Linked DNA regions of Arachis hypogaea: region 2 is linked to region 1. Evidence: chromatin contacts called from public Hi-C data. All regions are on one chromosome and are shown on one strand. The core of a region is the stretch at or near the end of the contact, and the rest is flanking DNA. Distances in the headings are between cores, read along the strand shown. Region 1 holds the start of LOC112784977 (RING-H2 finger protein ATL74). Region 2 holds the start of LOC140183134.

Region 1 (2,753 bases), core at 129-2,628:
AGTGAGAGTAAGAGACAATAATCATCACAATTGAGGATGATAATGAGGATAGGAATTCTAATTCTCATTCCTTGCCAAGACTTTTTTTTAGTTGTTAGCTTATTTCTTTTGTTATTTACATTTTTGATTCATCATCTCAAAAACCCAAAAATACTTTCTCATAACCAATAATATGTACAATTCCCTGTAATTCCTTAAGAGACGATCCAATGTTTAAATACTCTCGATTTTTATTGGGTTTGACTTAAGTGACAAACAAATTAAATTTTGATTAAGGATTATTTGTTGGTTTGGAACTATAGTTACAACCGAATTATTTTGTGAAAATTCATAACCGACGATTTCCCTCCACAACTGAACTATATAAACAAAAAAAAAAAATACAATTAATGACACCAAAATTATATTGCTAGATTTTTTATTTTTATATTTTCTTATCACTATTGCAATCATTGTATAAATGCCAATATAAGTATATCACTAGATTTTTTGTTTTGATCTGTTTTTACTTTCTTCTCCGCGTCAACCAATATTTGTTGAGATAATAATTAGGTGATCCAATTTTGGGCCCTGAACACAACAGAACGAGTGAACAATTTTAATCAGATGCAGACATGCAGTAAACGATGTAGGCCAACGACAAAAACAAGGATGTTGCCCAACCATGTTGGTAGATCTAAGAGTTGTTGGGCTACACTATGCCCATTTAAGCTTTCCCATTTTCCAGAATCTCTGTAAATTTCATTATAAAAAATTCTCTGTAAATTTTAATTTAGTTGATCTACAGATATGAATTAATTTTTGCTAGCTGCCAATTCCAGAAAATCCTGCCACTGAATAAAATCAATGGAAGCATGAACATGGGTAATGTCTCAGCAAGGGGCCAACAATTCAGCAAAGTAGGTGAGGACAGTTAAACACTCAAACGGGCATTGATGGAGCTTGCATGGAGTTAAGGCAACCCAACGGGTACATGTGTCTATCTATGAAATTATTATGCAAAATCTGAAAGCCTAGGCCACTTTGTGGACCCTTTTCTTGGGCCCATAGATTGGACCTTTCTCTTCATTTGGGGTTAGAGTGGCCCATGATGTAGAAATCTAACCACACCTTCACATGCCACAACACCAAAGATTCATTGTAAAAATTCCCTATTATAGTCACATCCTCCATAGTACCTTGATGATAATTATATGTCACAATTCACGCTGTATGATTTTTCCCCTTAAATTTTGTATGCACGTTTGGCTTCTTTCGCAATCGTCTAATCCTAAACCGTCAGCTGTTTACGTCTTTTACATTCCATTATAAATTTTGTCTTTGAGATTATTATTAGCACACATAACTTCGTTTAATTATGCAACTTAATGAATTTTTTATTCATTTTAAAATCAAACAATAAGATGACTAAGAAAAGAATATGTAGCGTTAAATCTATTGTGATTGATGCCTAACCCCAAAACAGCAAAAGCCAACCTGAACAAGCTTCTTATTGTTTTTGGTTTATGATTACGATCTAAGAATGGAAAACAAGAAATATGAGTGAACATCTATTTTTATTTCTAACATTATTTCAAGTTAATGAGTTGAGTGGAGGAGTGGAAGAAGGATTTGGTGCTTAGAATAAGTGCTTTCTTTTAAATAATCTACTAATAATTTTTGATTAGGTGGGATCAGGTGCCATAATCAAAATTCCTCTGTTGATTCTTAAAAAAACGAAGAAGAAATATAAAATCAAATCAATCTGCATGTCATATCATACATATATCTCAGTGCAATAATAACCGCAAGTGATACACACACAAACCAAAAACACAAGTAGTAGTTGGTTTTGTTGTCATGCTTTCATTTCATAACATAATATCTATGTCCCAATAATAATATTGCCTCTGCATTTTTCTAAACACTAGAAACCACTCATCAACAACAACCACCACCACCATCACCTTATTGTTCTGCATCACAGTTTCGAGTCTCTTAATTTCTGTGCTCCAAAATCTAGTCCTAGTTTGCATGATGGCCTTTTGCTTATGTGGAACAAACTTTGATTGGATTAGAGTCCACACAGATCATTAAGTGAATTGAGAGCCATGTGTTTGAGTTTATGTCTCTGTGAGAAAAGTGATTGTGTTGGTTTTTCTCACCCTCAAAACAATCACATACTATTCACCACACCACCCATCTTTTCTATGATTCCTTTCTCCTTCTAACCAAAGATGCTTCTCTGAGACTCTTTATCTATTAAGAATCCTAACGCTTATTGCCCCAACTCAAAAAAGTTCCTTCTCTCCGCTCCTTCAATCCATCAAAAAGGGTACAAGAATTCTGAGTTCTTGTTTTTTGAAACATTGGTGTCTTTCAAACATGCATATAATGGCTCTTCACCATCCACACCGTTTATTACTAGACACAAGTTCAAGCTCTGGTGATGTAAATAGGACAAAAGATTCCTCCTTAGGCGACCCGAATTTCGACACCAACATGGTGATTATCTTGGCTGCTTTGCTCTGTGCACTCATATGTGCTTTGGGACTCAACTCAATAGTGCGTTGCGCTCTAAGATGTAGCCGAAGGTTGGCTTTCGAGACCCCGGACGAAGCAGCAGCGCGATTAGCGGTTAAAGGGCTGAAGAAGAGTGCTCTGCATCAGATTCCTATAGTTGTTTATGGTAATTCAGGTGCTACTAATAGTTGTATTAAAGCCACTGATTGTGCAATTTGCCTAGGGGAGTTTATGAATGGGGAAAAAGTTAG
Region 2 (2,753 bases), core at 77-2,576, 260 kb before region 1:
TTTGTTAACAAAAGAATACTTTTAAAATATAACAAAAAAAATTAACTATTAAATATATATCTTTTAAAAATATTTTAAGATTTAGATTTTGATACGTTTTTTAAAACCTATTAGAAAAATAAATATTTTAAATAAACTGTAATATTTATAGATCAAATAGATAATTTTTCCAACTGTTTTTGTTAATAGCCAAAAATATAATAAAAAATTATCATCTAAAGATCAAATTTTAGTTTATATTTTTAGATACATTTTTTTTAAATAGATATTTGAATATTTGAATATTCTCATTAAATTTCAGATTAAATACATGAATAATTTTGTAATCACAAAATTTGTTTACTGTTTATTAAAAGTAATATATTTTGTTATTTTTATCTTATTTTAAAATAATTTTTATCATTAATAAATTTTGAAAATATTTTTATTAGTATTTTAATACTTTCCACGAAAAAAGAAATTCAAAGTTTACAAAGAAAAATGGAAGTTACCCACCTAAGGGGAAAATCTCTTCTCTTTTTGTCTGTATTTTCTTTTGATTGCAATATTATAGTTGGTAATCACTGGCAGCACGTATGAGTCATTTCAAATGACTAATTCGTGAATAAACAATCCTATAATTTTAAGTGTCGGTTACTTTTGACATCTTCTAAATCTAATTCTACTAATTAAGCGGACACTAATATAATTCTATAACTTAAAGTAGCATGCATTGATGTGACTATAATACTAATAAAAGTTATGGTAATACAATTAAAGAATCCAATGGTCTCAACTAAAATTCCTAAGCCTTTTCTAGGTGAAAGAATGGTAGTAACTTTCTATGCATGACAATAATTTGGTTGATTGAATCAAATTAATATCATGTAGGGTTTATATTTTTTTTGGTTTATTCAAATGGTATCTCCCAATCTTAAGGGTCTACCGTTGATCAATAAATTGCTGCATACATAAAGTGGGGTTCGAACTCCCGACACTTGCTTAAGCAAACGAGTAAACTGACCACTCGACCAACCCAAATTGGTTATGTAGGGTTTATATAATTAGAATGATATGAACATGGGAGGAAAAGTATCATGAAGTTCAGTAAGCACAATAACTAACTCGCATTAACCAATTTGATGATAAAACAAGGCCTTTACTTTTAAATTACTAACTTCATTTGTTAAGGGTGAATTATAAAGTACAGATGCAAATTTATGGATATTCTGTTTTATTCACAAACAAAGTAACAACACAATGAGCAACAAATCAGAGACTCAGAATCCTCATATAATTGCTATAACGGTGGAGGGTGCCAGCCTTTAAGTGGCACCCAAAGAAATATGAAACTACTCTTGTGGAATTGTCGGGGTTTGGGGAGATCCCTGACAATCCACAATCTTAAAGGGATTTGCAAATCTTACTCTCCCGAAGTTGGTTTTATCTGTGAAACAAAAAATCAATCTCGACAAGTTGAAGGAAAACTAAGATCTTGTGGTTTCAAAGAATGGTTTATTGTGGATCCGGATGGATTATCAGGGGGTTTGGCAATGGCATGGAGGGATGGTTGCACTATTCAGATTTTACAGCATGGTAGATTCTTCATTGCGGCATCAGTTCTGACAGCTAGTTCTAATGATCCCTATGGTGTTCTAGGTGTTTATCTCAGTTCAAATGATCAACATAGAATGGCTCAGTTTGCTGAATTAACTTCAGTCTCCCAACAGTTCGATGGTAAAATTGTGTTAATGGGTGATTTTAATGCCATTTCTAATCAATTGGAGAAAGCATGTGGGGGTGCTAAATCTCCTTCTTCTATTAAAACCTTTAACAGGTTTATTAATGATAATTCTCTAATTGATATTGGTATGTTCGGAAGACCATTCACTTGGTCAAATAGACGGAGTGGTGATGAGTTGATATAGGAAAGACTGGACCAATTCCTGGTAGGAGTTGATTGGCAGCAACTCTATCCCAATGCAGCGGTTCTTAGACTGTCAGAATCAGGCTCAGATCACTCCCCTCTTCTCTTAGACTCTAATCCGAGAACTAAGAGATCTAAACGCCGATTCAAATTCCAAGAAAGATGGTGTTCTAATGATGAAATAAGGCAGATTGTTAGAGAGGTTTGGCACGAACAGATTGATGGTTCATCCATGTATATCCTAGCTCAAAAAATAAAGCGTTGTCGGCATAAGATTGTCAGATGGCAGCAAGAACACAGATGTAATTCGAAGGTGGAGATTGATTTACTACAGTCTGAATTAGAGGAACTTCGTTTAGTAGGAATTCATGGAGGTGATATCATTTCAGAAATAGAGGACAAACTTGAAAAAGCTTTGCAAAATGAGGAATCTTATTGGAAAGATAAGTCTAGAGTCAAATGGCTCAAATCCGGTGATCAGAATACAACTTTCTTCCATCAGAAATTTAGAAATCAAACCCGAAGGAATAGAATTTGGCAACTAACTGGCAGTGATGGTGAAGTGGCTACTTCAAATGCTAGTATTGCTTCTGTGGCTGAATCTTATTTCAAGGATATCTTTTCCTCCACTTGTCATGAGAACCCTGAACCTCTGTTTACTGATTTTGAACCTAAGGTTACAGCTCAAATGAACCGTAGGCTTCAAAGACCAGTGACTATGGAGGAAGTAAAACGTGCAACATTTAGCATTCATCCTCAAAGTGCTCCAGGAGATGATGGTATGACAGCAAAATTTTTTCAAAGCTTGTGTAACATACTTAGTGGTGATGTGTTTCGAGCAGTTAAG

The links. Hi-C and Micro-C count contacts between places; a contact is called where the count stands out from the background.
Region 2: a Hi-C map of leaf shows a contact between it and region 1, with 7 times the contacts expected there. The contact joins the promoter of LOC140183134 here to the promoter of LOC112784977 in region 1. A contact is called at or near these places in 2 of 8 Hi-C or Micro-C datasets (both in leaf).

Annotation. Positions count from the first base shown.
Region 1 is chr20:103,601,071-103,603,823 of arahy.Tifrunner.gnm2.J5K5, reverse strand. It overlaps LOC112784977 (RING-H2 finger protein ATL74), which reads left to right and starts at 1,378. Exons shown (of 1, transcript XM_025828372.3): 1 at 1,378-2,753. The coding sequence starts at 2,365.
Region 2 is chr20:103,860,164-103,862,916 of arahy.Tifrunner.gnm2.J5K5, reverse strand. LOC140183134 reads left to right here and starts at 1,326. Exons shown (of 3, transcript XM_072231152.1): 1 at 1,326-1,848; 2 at 2,269-2,753. The coding sequence starts at 1,326.